2 separate regions of the Pan troglodytes genome follow, and region 1 is linked to region 2. Evidence: chromatin contacts called from public Hi-C data. All regions are on one chromosome and are shown on one strand. Each heading gives the region's core, a stretch centred on a gene start, on an enhancer-like site or on the middle of the called end of the contact. The rest is flanking DNA. Distances are from core to core; before and after follow the strand shown. Region 1 has its middle 39 kb from the start of NTMT1. Region 2 holds the start of NTMT1 (N-terminal Xaa-Pro-Lys N-methyltransferase 1).

The links. A called contact is a pair of places that touch in the nucleus more often than the background predicts.
Region 1: a Hi-C map of stem cell-derived neural progenitor cells shows a contact between it and region 2, with 3 times the contacts expected there. The contact joins the enhancer-like site here to the promoter of NTMT1 in region 2. A contact is called at or near these places in 1 of 7 Hi-C or Micro-C datasets (stem cell-derived neural progenitor cells) and 1 of 1 datasets of contacts at active chromatin or transcription factors (stem cell-derived excitatory neurons).

Annotation. Positions count from the first base shown.
Region 1 is chr11:8,883,323-8,888,904 of NHGRI_mPanTro3-v2.0_pri, reverse strand. No RefSeq gene overlaps it. Among named protein-coding and RNA genes, the nearest start is that of NTMT1, 39 kb to the right of the region's middle. Within about 2 kb of position 3,449, at least 11 of the 24 cell types and tissues checked have an H3K27ac peak or open chromatin away from gene starts, as enhancers often do. A contact at or near this core is called in stem cell-derived neural progenitor cells, where this site is marked.
Region 2 is chr11:8,844,340-8,849,712 of NHGRI_mPanTro3-v2.0_pri, reverse strand. It overlaps NTMT1 (N-terminal Xaa-Pro-Lys N-methyltransferase 1), which reads left to right and starts at 2,240. Exons shown (of 4, transcript XM_009457481.4): 1 at 2,240-2,546.

The DNA of each region.
Region 1 (5,582 bases), core at 2,200-4,699, 38 kb before region 2:
CCCACCCCAGCGCACATATCCTGTCAGTCCCCTTGAACGCCCCCCAAGGTGTAAGTGCACGGCCATACAACGGTTTGCTTAATACCCATCTTGCTCCGAGAGAGCTGTGACAGGGGCTGTCTTGTCCTCAGCTGTATCTGCTGTGCCCAGCACAGTCCTGGCACACAGTAGATGCTGGATGAAGATGTGCTGAGGGCCGAGCGCAGTGACTCACGCCTGTAATCTTAGCACTTTGGGAGGCTGAGTGAGCGGATTGCCTTAGCTCAGGGGTTCGAGACCAGCCTGGGCAACATGGTAAAACCCCCATCTCTGCTAAAATACAAAAAACATTAGCCAGGCATGGTGGTGCACACCTGTAATCTCAGCTACTCAGGAGGCTGAGGCGGGAAAATCCCTTGAACCCGGGAGGTGGAGGTTGCAGTGAGCTGAGATCATGCCACTGCACTTCAGCCTGGGTGACAGAGTGACTCTTTCTCAAAAAAAAAAAAAAAAGTTCTGAGACTCTGAGATGCATGAGGCTGTGGCTGGCAGGCAGAGGGGAGCCCGAAGGAGCCTTGAGGGACATAGGACCAAATACCATCTTTGTAGGAGGCCTGGGGAGGGGCAGGGCCTTGCTCAAGGTCACACCACCTAGTGGAGCCTCAGGATTGGAACTCACATCCCCTGCTCTCCAGCCTGGCGCCTCCCTTCCAAATGCAGCCTAGTGCTGGGAAAGGAGAGGGTGGCAGGCTGGCTCTGGGCAAAGACACTCCCCTTCTCCTCTTTGCTTCCCTCTCCTTCCTCTGTCCCTCCCCACTCTTCCTCTCCAACCAGGAGGCTGCCGAGCCAATGGCTCAGCGAGGGCTGGGGAGCCCTGACCTCCACCCACGCTCTACGATCTGTCAGCACCACTCTGCTAAGACCTCCCAAACCTCCGCACCCCCGCAGGCTGACAGGGCTGCAGGTGCCAGCGCTGACCTCCCGCTGCTCCTGTTCCTCTCCTTCCGCAGGCACCCCTCCGCCCCCCACCGCCACCTCCAGCCGGGTTCTGGGGTCCTCCTGGGCCACCTGCTTACTGTGTGTCCCTGGACACGGCGTCTCCCCTCGCTGAGCTAGTTTCCTCATTTGTAAAACGGGGATATGGCCCGTCTCCTAGAGTGACCGGGAAGATCGGTGGTATCAACGCAAACTACAGCCCGGCAGCTTCCAGGCGAACTCACTTCTCAGGACGCCTCTCCTGCTGTCCTCTCAAAGCGGGGGACGAAGCCACCACCACCCAGTTTACAGATGGGGAAACTGAGGCTCAGGGAGATCTGGAAACCTTCCCGGGCAGCTGGGCTCCGAACCCAGGGCTGCGAGCACAAGGGCTGGCTCCCGCCCCCGGCCCTGGTCCCTCCTTCCCCGGGGCATGGCCCGGCCGTGCCAGGCGCTCGGTGACAGCCCCCGCGGGGGAGGCCGGGCTGGGAAAGGAGAGGGCAGCGGGCGGGGGCGCCTGGCCGCGCGGGGTCGGCCGCGGGTCGATACGGCGGCAGGATGAATGGGAGAGGGGAGCGCGGGCGGGAGGAGGAGGGAGGAGGAGGGGGAGGAGGGAGAGGCCAAAGCAGGGGGAGGGCCCGCCCCCGCCGCCCCCCAGGCCCCCGCCCCGCCCAGCGGGCTTGGCCGGGTCTGCAGCCGTCAGCGCCAAGCGCGGCCCCGCGGCCCCACCGAGGGATCGATAACTAATTTCACCGCGGCAGCCGCCCCAGTTTTTTCCCGATAATTGCGCGCCGGCAGCTGCGAGCAAGGCCCCCAGCCCGGCGCGCAGCCCCGCCCGCGCGCGATCAATTGACACCGCCACCGGGCGGCAGGAAAACTCATTTTTCTCTCCCTCCCCGGCTCCGGGTGGGCGCGGGCTGAGCTCTGCCAAGGGCCGGGGGCTACGCGGGGCCGGGGCCGGGGCCAGGCCAGGGAGGGAGGGCAGGGCCCGAGGAGGGGGCGCGGGCGCGGGTTTGGGAAGGAGGCTTGCAAGGAATCCGAGGAGGCGGGGTGCCTCAGTTTCTCCACTCTACCACAGGGGCGTGGCCGAAGGCGTCAGGGACCTGGGGTGCGGGCGGGGCTGTCCCAGCCCCTCTCAGCTGTTGGCGGACTGGCTGGTGGGAGGAAGAGCTAAGTCAAGCGCCACGGCCTGAATGCGTGGGTTCGACTCTGGACTCCCACCAGGGACCACTGTGTGAGGTTGCATCCGTTCCTTCCCTTCGTCTCTTCCTCTCTGAGCCTCAGTTTCCCCATCTTCTGAAAGGGGCCTGGCATATCCTGGGCAGGCAGATGGTGCATCAGAGGCAGTGATGCCCACAAGGAAGTGCTCCCCACAGGTGGCTTGGAGGAAATCCTTCTTCCTCAGCACTCATGGAGGTCCCCTGTGGGCCAGGCACTGTTATAGGCCTTCCGGGTGAGGACCAAGCAGTGACCACAGCTGACAAAACCCCTACCGTTGTGGAAGGAACATTCTACTGAGGCCATGGACGTACAATACCCAAGTAAGCAGTGAGAAGATGCCACTTGCCATGGAGAAAAATGAAGCAAGGTCAGCAGGACAGGGTGTGGGGTGCAAAGGCAATGCAGCCCCCAGGACCCATGGTGGGCCTCACCCTAGGCCCTCCTTGCAAAGCTCAGAGCTGCTCACTCCCAAACTGCCGGTTGTTCAAGGTCATGGGAAACCTGCAGACTTGGCATTTTCCAATGAGGATGGCCAGGAGGAGGGAGACCAAGAGGAAGCAGAAGCCAGGAGGTGGGGTGGGACAGTCTCCCTCTGGAAGAGTCCATAAGAGGGCCAGAGAGAGAGAGAGGGGTGGGGACTGGAGGGCACCAGGGCAAAGGGGGTACAGTCAGAGCTCCAATGGACACAGTGTCCTGGGGGGTCAGGTCAAGAGAGACTTGGGTTTGCTGGCCTGGTCCCAGCTGGGCCAGTGAGGCCCAGGGAAGGGCAGGGGCTCGCCCAGCCACAGTACTTACGGGAGACAGAGATGGGCTCCTAGATCCTGCCACCAGGCACAGAGAAGGGCAAGAGGGGCCAGAGAGGAAAGGAGGAAAGAGACTCATGGAGCGGGGGTGCCATTCTCTGTTTAGAGGGGTCAGGAGCCCCAATTTGCTTCCCAGAGGCCAGCTAAAGCTTCCTGGGAGCAGCATGGGTGGTGCTGGGACTTCTACAGGACTCAGCATGACTCAAAGGGCCCTGGGGAATGTGTTCTGTTCCCCAGTACCCCACCCCCCAGCTACCAGAATGACAGAGGCTCCCCGATGGAGGCGGGTAAGCCGGGCAGGGGTGGTGGCCTAAGGCTGCTGGGGAAGTGGGGTGTTCCAGTGCTGAGCAGACCTGCTCCCCCGCCTCGGTTTCTTCATCTTAAAAATGGAGCTGGTGTTGAGGTGCTGAGGTTCTGTCAATCTTTCTTCCCTCCAAATTCCTGGCACGCCCAACCCCACGTCTGGGTTGAGAGTAGTGACTCAGCAGAAAATGAAGGCTACTGCTAGCAACCAAATGAGGTTAGCAGGGGGACTGGCAGGACGCCGTGGGCTGGGATTCAAAACAGCACATAGCTGGGTCTCACCCGCCTGAGGCCCCATCTATCCAACCACCTAACATTTACTCATCATTCAGCAAATATTTAGTGAACACCAACTATGTGTGAGGCAGTATGTGGGGCAGTGAGTGTAAGGTCCCCCCGCTTCCCCATCTCCTTCCTCTCCCTGCAACCCCCACGTCTCCACCTTCATTTTCTTTTGGGGTATGGTCAAAGGAGGCCTGGATTGGGAGTCAGGACTAGACTCAGGCCTGCTGGTGACCTAGGCAGGCCCCTTGCCCTCTCTGTGCCTTGGTGGCCCAATGGTCATTAGTGGACTCTGTGTCCTTCCTAAGAGAGGAGAGCCCTGGATTAACAGCAGCTGTGGGCTGGGGGCCTCACCCCTGGGTCTCATTCAGTCCCCATGAAGTGAGATGAAGGAACAGAGACCAAGATTCACCCAGGGTCCCAAAGCCAGGAGGGAGAAGAGGGCAGAGCTCAGCTCCGTCTGACACCAGAGCCCTGCCCACTTGTCTGAGCTGGAGGGGAAGGAGTGCCCATCAGGAGAAAGTTTTGGATCCTGGATAGAAGCTGGGATGTGGGGTAGGGACTAAGGTGCTCAGAGTCCCCTTGTCCTGCCCCTCAGTTAGTGGCTTTGGCCACCAGCCATCTCAGAAAGGCCTCTGTCGGTCAGAGGAGGAGCTGCCCCAGAAGGCCATGTGGGGTGACCTTGGCCTCCTCGACGTTCCCTGGGCCAGCACAGGCACAGAACGATACTCTTTTTGTAAAGAGACATGTACTCACTGGGTCAGCAGTGAGGCAGGGGAGACAGCCTCACAGCTACAAGCACAGGATTTTTAAGGCTGGTCCCCAACCCAGCTCTGCTGCCCGCTAGCCCTGGGTCCTTGGGCAAGCTGCCTCCTCCCCTGAGCCTCAGGCTTCCCATCTGTAAAATGGGCATAGTGGCAATTCGGTAGACCCACTGTGCCAGATCCTGTGCTGAGCCTTCTCTGTGTCTGCACTCGGAGCCCTGTGAGCAGCACCCGCTATTCCATAACCCTCGTTCTTCTCGTCTTCACCTCGGAATCCAGCCATGGCAGTAGTTCTGTGCCACCTGACAGATCTCCATGCCGCCACTGCATCCAGAATGCAGCTCGGAATGCCCCATCTGGAGATGTGGGATCCTGCCCACCTAGGCCCCGGACCTAGGGACACAGTTTATGGTGAGGAAGGATCCCAGTGGGCACATGAGCGTGATGCCCGCCGGTCTCACCCTGGAGTCCGGGCCTGATGGAATGTAGGGGCGGCCAGCTTGTGCAACACCCCAAGCACAGAGCCAACAACCAGTCACAGGTGCCACGTCCCCAGAAGCTGGAACACATGGTCCAGGGACAAGTTGTAGAAATAGGATTGCCTGCCCCCCGACCCCATTCCACCGGGGACCCCCTTGTGGATTTGTGCTTCTTGTCCCTGCAACTTTACGTGTGTCAGATGAGAGGCCCCAGCTATCTGGGACAGGGGAGAGGGGAGAGAGGGCAGGGGAGAAGGGAAGTAGGGGAGGGCTCCACTGGGCACAGTGTGGATCCCACCGAACTCAAACCTGTGACTGCATCTGTCACACTGGGGCCTTTGTGCCAGGGACCAGGACCAACATGCAAAGAAAGGGGTTCCCACTCAGGTGGGTTCTGAGCTCTTCTCGGTAACCCTCTAGCATGAGCTGTCTGCAGGCACTGCAGATACCAGCACCTCGAAGGGGACTCTGACGGTGGACCCAGCGGGGGGCAGGGGCGGGGCTGAGTGCTACAAGGGGCGGACTGTGTTGAGCAGCTCACCTGAACAGCTTCAGACCTCTTGGCTTCACCTCCTAACCCAGGCCCAGCTGCAGTAAACAGACCTCACAGGCCTTGACAAGCTCCATACAGCTGTGAGCCGACAATGGCCCGCCCTAGGCCCCTGTGCTTGCCTCTTGCTTCCAGCCCGGGGCTTTGCTGATGCCACAGTGTGGGATCCCCCCACCTCCACCCCTCCACAGTAACCCACTCGGCAGTTACACATGCTCAACTGCAA
Region 2 (5,373 bases), core at 991-3,490:
CAGGGCCCGGGTTCATCTTGCTCTCACGGATTCCTGGCTGCCCTGATTCACATGGCCAGATAATCCACATGACCAGAACAGCTGTGGGCTGTGTTAGAAGTTACTAGAAGTTAGTTGTGGCCGGCCTGGGGAGGTGACGTCCCCCAGAGAACATGCTTCGGGTCACTGAGATGGCTGCAAAGTGTATGGGCCAGGACGTTCCTATTGGAAGATTCTTTTGAGGTTTGCTGCGCTCTTCAGCCATCAGAGAAGTCTTCCCAGAGCCAGGCAGGGGGGCTCCCTGGGAGTTTGGGGGCATCACTGAAGCCCCCTCAGCTGCCAGGTGCAGTAAATAAGCCAGGGAAACATTGGTGGGTGAGTCTTTAAGGGTGCCCAGGCTCCATGATGGCAGAGGCAGAGGAGCTGCTCCCGGCTGCCGTGCTTGGGGTCCGAGTCTGACTGGGAGAATTCCAGAGCCCTAGAGACACCTGGCCCAGCCTGGTGAGTCCAATCCCTGTTTCTGGCCTAGACACCATCCAGCATCCAAAGCTGGCTCCGATGGGTCGAAACAGCAGTGAGCATCCATCCCCCTTCTTGGTGCTGTTCATAGGGGAATGTTGAGGCTTGTGGGGCTGCCCGGAGGTGGTGTCACATGTCCCCATGGAAGGGTTTCACTGCCTCCAACAGGAAGGGGCAGACCATCTGTCACTTAGGGTGTATTTGGGAGGGAAGACAGAAGGACCCAGAGAGGCAGAAATGATGGGAAAGGGTGAGGGTGGGCAGGTGGTGGGGGTGGGGTCGAACAAATGGCCCCGATAAAGGCAGAGCAGCTGGAATGAGCGCTGGGCAGCCCCACACAGCTGGGAGGCAGGGTGTGTGGTGTGTGTGTGTGTGTGTGTGTGTGTGTGTCTATCTTGGCTAGGGGAACACCAGCCCTTCCCTCTGCCTGCTCAACAGCCCTCCCATGTCTGTTTCCTCCCCTGGTCCATGCTGAGAATTGCATCACCAGCCTGCCTGTGGGACCGGAAAGGCAGTAGCAGTCACTTGCCTTTCCCTGTGTTCCTCTGTGTTCTGACCACACCCCCACCTGGCTGCCGTCAGAAAGCCCAGGTGTCCACCCCATGCCCTGCACAGAAGATTGAGGCCCTACTCTGCTCCCAAGGCCTCCCATCCCAGCACTTGTCACTGCATCCTGGAACTGCTCAATTTGAGCGATGTTCCCCATGACTCTAGGCTCCCAGGGGCAGGGCTGCCCAGGCAGGTACCCACTCAGGGCCCAGCATGGGTGTGATACTTGGCTGAGTCTCTTTGGGCTGCTTAACAGATGACCAGAGCCTAGGCAGCTCCGAAGCAATACAGTGTATTCCTCCCAAGCTGCAGGCTGGCAGTCCGAGATCAGGGCGCTGGCATGGTCAGGTTCCCGTGAGAGCCCTCCTCCGGGTTGCACACTGCTGGCCTCTTGCGGTATCCGCACAAGGAGGAAGGGGCAAGGCCTTTCTGGGACCTCTTTTTCTTTTCTTTTATTTCTTTTTTTTTTTTTTAGACAAAATCTTGCTCTGTTGCCCAGGCTGGAGTGCAGTGGCATGATCTCGGCTCACTGCAACCTCCGCATCTTGGGTTCAAGTTATTCTCCTGCTTCAGCCTCCCCAGTAGCTAGGATTGCAGGTGCCCACCACCATGCCCAGCTAATTTTTGTATTTTTAGTAGAGATGGGTTTCGCCATGTTGGCCAGGCTGGTCTCAAACTCCTGACCTCAGGTGATCCACCCACCTCGGCCTCCCAAAGTGCTGGGATTACAGGCGTGAGTCACAGCGCCCGGCCTCAGGCCTCTTTTATAAGGGCAGGAATCCCACTTGTGAGGGCTCCACCCTCATGACCTGATCACCCCTCAACGGCCCCACCTCCTCAAACCATCACATCAGACCTGGGGTTCCAGCATATGAATTTTGGGGGGACACGTTCAGTCCATAACAGAGCTGAATGAGCCGCCTGCAGAATGGCAATCGGCCCGTGGGGCAGCTGCCATCCCTGGAGCCCCACTTGGGGCTGGCTTCCCTTGGCCCTGCATCTACAGGGCTCCCTGGCTCCTGGCTCCTTCCTCTCCCTCCCACCAGGCTCCTGCCTGGAGCCAGCGCCCTCTTCCCCACTCCAGTCGTGGGTCCTGCCCACCAGCCTTGAGGCTTCCAGCTCCTTCCGGACCCTGTGCACCTGCCCAGTTCCACCCTCTCCAAATAAACGCCTCTCCTTCCTTGACCTTGCCCTGATCCTCCCTGCTCCGAGGTGCCCCATGTGCGGCAGGAAGAAGCAGCCTCCACAGGACTGCGGTCAGCGGGAGACGGGGCTTCCCCGTGAAGAGGTGCTGAGTGCGAATGCCCACTCCAACACCTGGTCACTGTGTGATCTTGAGAAAGAGTTGAGCCTCTCTGGGCCCTGGCTTCCCCAACAACCAAAGGCTGTACAGAGAGCGGCTTAGGAGAGAGCTCCTGTGTGGGCCGCCGAGGGCTCTGCTGGCTCAGGACATCTGTAGGACCAGTTCCAGCTCCAGTGGGCACCGCCAGCACGCCCAGGTGAGACCGCCTGAGCCCTCAGGGTTTCAGTGTCCTTATCAGCAAACGGGCTAAGGAGCCAGCTTGCAGGGGTGCAGAGGCGTGGGGAGGTGGGGACACCTAGAAAGGGGCAGTGACCTCCTGCCTCTCCCAGCTCTGCCTTCTGCCTTGGGTCAGAGTCATTCCTCCCCCTCCCCCCAACTAGACCGGGCTGCCACTCTCCCCTGCCCTGGCTGGGCACAGGACTGTCCATGACCAATGGCAGGGGTGGGGTTGGGGGGTGCGCCTGCCTTGATCCCAGCTGCTCAGATGGGTCTGAGTTGGGGGGAGCAGAGCTTTCCTGGCCTCCCTGACATGCTGCTTCCTGAAGCCCAGGAGGGGCAGCCCCCCACCCCACACCCCACCCCACCCCCGCCAGCCCTGAGTGGAAATGCCCCTCGGAAAAGGGCCCTGTTGGGGCCCCTGGGGAGGCCCCCAGTCTGGGGTCTTTGCCAAAGAGGGTGAGAGAGAGGTCCCCGGAGGGCCCCCGGGGAAGAGCTGGGGTTGGGTCCATCCCCTGAATGCCTCGCTCCCTCTTCCTCATCCCCTCCTTGGTCACCCCAAGTTCATGGTGGGGGACATGCTGGTGGACAGACAAGTGGCTACAGAGGGCCAGGGGGAGGCGTCTGGGCCTCCAGGGCAGCAGGTGACCCCGAATGTGGGGGCTGCGGCCCTGGGAGACCCCGTGAGAGGCCGTGTATGTGTGAGGTCGGCCTGTGTTCACCGGCTGTTTGTAGGGCAGGAGTCCGGGTATGTGTGTGGTGTGTGTGTCTGAAGGGGGTGTCTGTGGGGCGTTGTTTTGTCTGTGTACCGTGTGGGTGTGGCCCTGTGGTGTGCCTGTGTGTGTCTCGGGGTGCGTATCTCGGTGGTGGGTGTGAGTGCCGAAAGCGGCGGGACTGAGGCTTCCGTCCTCCATCTGTGGTCTGCGGGGAGGGAGTGGACAGCGCAGGGAGCGGACAGGAGCGCTGCGGGATCCCGGGGCCGTGCGGGCCGAGCCACAGGGGAGGGGGGAGGAGGGGGGGGAGGGGAAAGGGGGACGGGGAGGGGAAAGGGGGGAAGGGGGGGTAAGCGGTAGGCGGGGGCCAGGTCTCCCTGCAGGCCCCGCCCCCCCCACCGGCGTGGTGCCCCCGGCGCGAGCAAGGGCGTGGAGTCCGGGGTCGCGGGGGCGCCGAGACCCGCCCCGGGGGCTCCACGCGGACTCCGGCTTCAGTGCTCGGCGCTGCCGCACGGCTGCAAGCCTAGCAATTTTGGGCTGAACAACAAAAGCGAGAGAGAGGGAAGTTGGGGGGCGGGGGCGGCGCGTTTCCCCCCACCCGCCAGGGCCGGTCGCGGGCTCGGAGCAGGTGCCAGGAGGTCGCGCGGCCGGAGCGGGGCTGTGCGGGGCCAGCAGCGCGGAGGCGGAGGCGGGCGGGCGCGAGCGCCGCGCGAGGGGAAAAGTTTCCGACCCTGGAGCGAGAGGCTGAGAAGTTTCGGCCGCGCCAGGCGGCGCCAAAGCCAGGCCAACACTGCCCCCGCGTGGGCGCGCCGCGGCGCTGCAGCCGGCGCAGGGGTCGGGGCCCGCCGCGACCCTTGGGGTAAACTGAGGCTCAGAGAGGGCGACGTGGGCTGCGCAAGGCCACCTGGAGGAGGGGCCGTAGAATCAGGCCTGCTGAGACGGGGGACGGGGCGTGAATGTCCAGAAAGGGAGACAGAAGGGAGGGGACGTCCCAGGGACTGAATCCCACTCCTCGTCCTAGATGTGTCTCCACCCCCTTCCTTCCAGTTACCTCCAGAGTCCAGCAATCAGGTACCCGGTGGAGGGGCGGTGGCAGTGCTGTCTTCTTCCCATCCCTGCAGAGTTTGTCTAAACTAAGCCTAGCTCTATTGCCCTTCTTCTGGAGTTAGGGCGCCTCTCCCAAAAGGCGTCCCCCATCCACAACCCATCCGGGCCCTAAGGACCCCCACCAGCCACCGCCCAGGCCAGTCCCACCGTTTGCAGCCCATTCCTTTGCCATTAAACAAGGCGCCAGGGTGTGGATTCCCTGCTGTTTCCTCAGCGGCCAGGAGGTGGCGAGAAAGACCCGGATCCTGGGCAATGGCGCGGGTCTGGGGGCCACTGACAGCTTCAGGGAAAGAGGTGGCGGCTCAAACTTTGTCCAGGGGGCTGGAACGCAGGTGTGGCAGGGGCAAACCTGGTGGGCAGGGGCTGCCACCTTGTCTTTCGCCACCTCCTGATGCAGATTTGAACATCCACCCCCTCATCCCCAGACTAGGAGAGAAACCGTGGGCCCCAGCCCGTCCCACACAGGTGCTTTGCCTTCTGGGACCAGAGGGTGCCAACCCTTCCGGGGAAACGCATGAGACTAACACAGGGCTCTCTTCCCTCGGCTGGAGTCTGGACGCCCTCACTCCATTGTGGATGTCAGATGGAGGCTTGGTTGGGGAGGACAGAGGCTTGGGGTGGGGGTTCCCCACCCCTAGGCTGAGTTTCCAGCAGGTGCCTGCTTCAGGTGTGGGCTGATCTAGGTCAACAGAGGCTTGGTCCCAAGTTTTTTGGGTTTCGTTGTTGTTGTTGTTTGTTTGTTTGTTTTTTGAGACAAGGTCTTACTCTCTCGCCCAGGCTGGAGTGCAGTGGCGGGATCACAGCTCACTGCAGCCTCAACCACCTGGGCTCAAGCAATCTGCCCGCCTCAGCCTCCCAAGTACCTGGGGCTAGAGGCGTGGACCACCACGCCCAGCTATTTTTTTTTCTTTTTTTAAGAGACAGGGTCTATGTTGCTCAGGCTGGTCTCAAACTCCTGGGCTCAAGCCATCCTCCCACCTCGGCCTT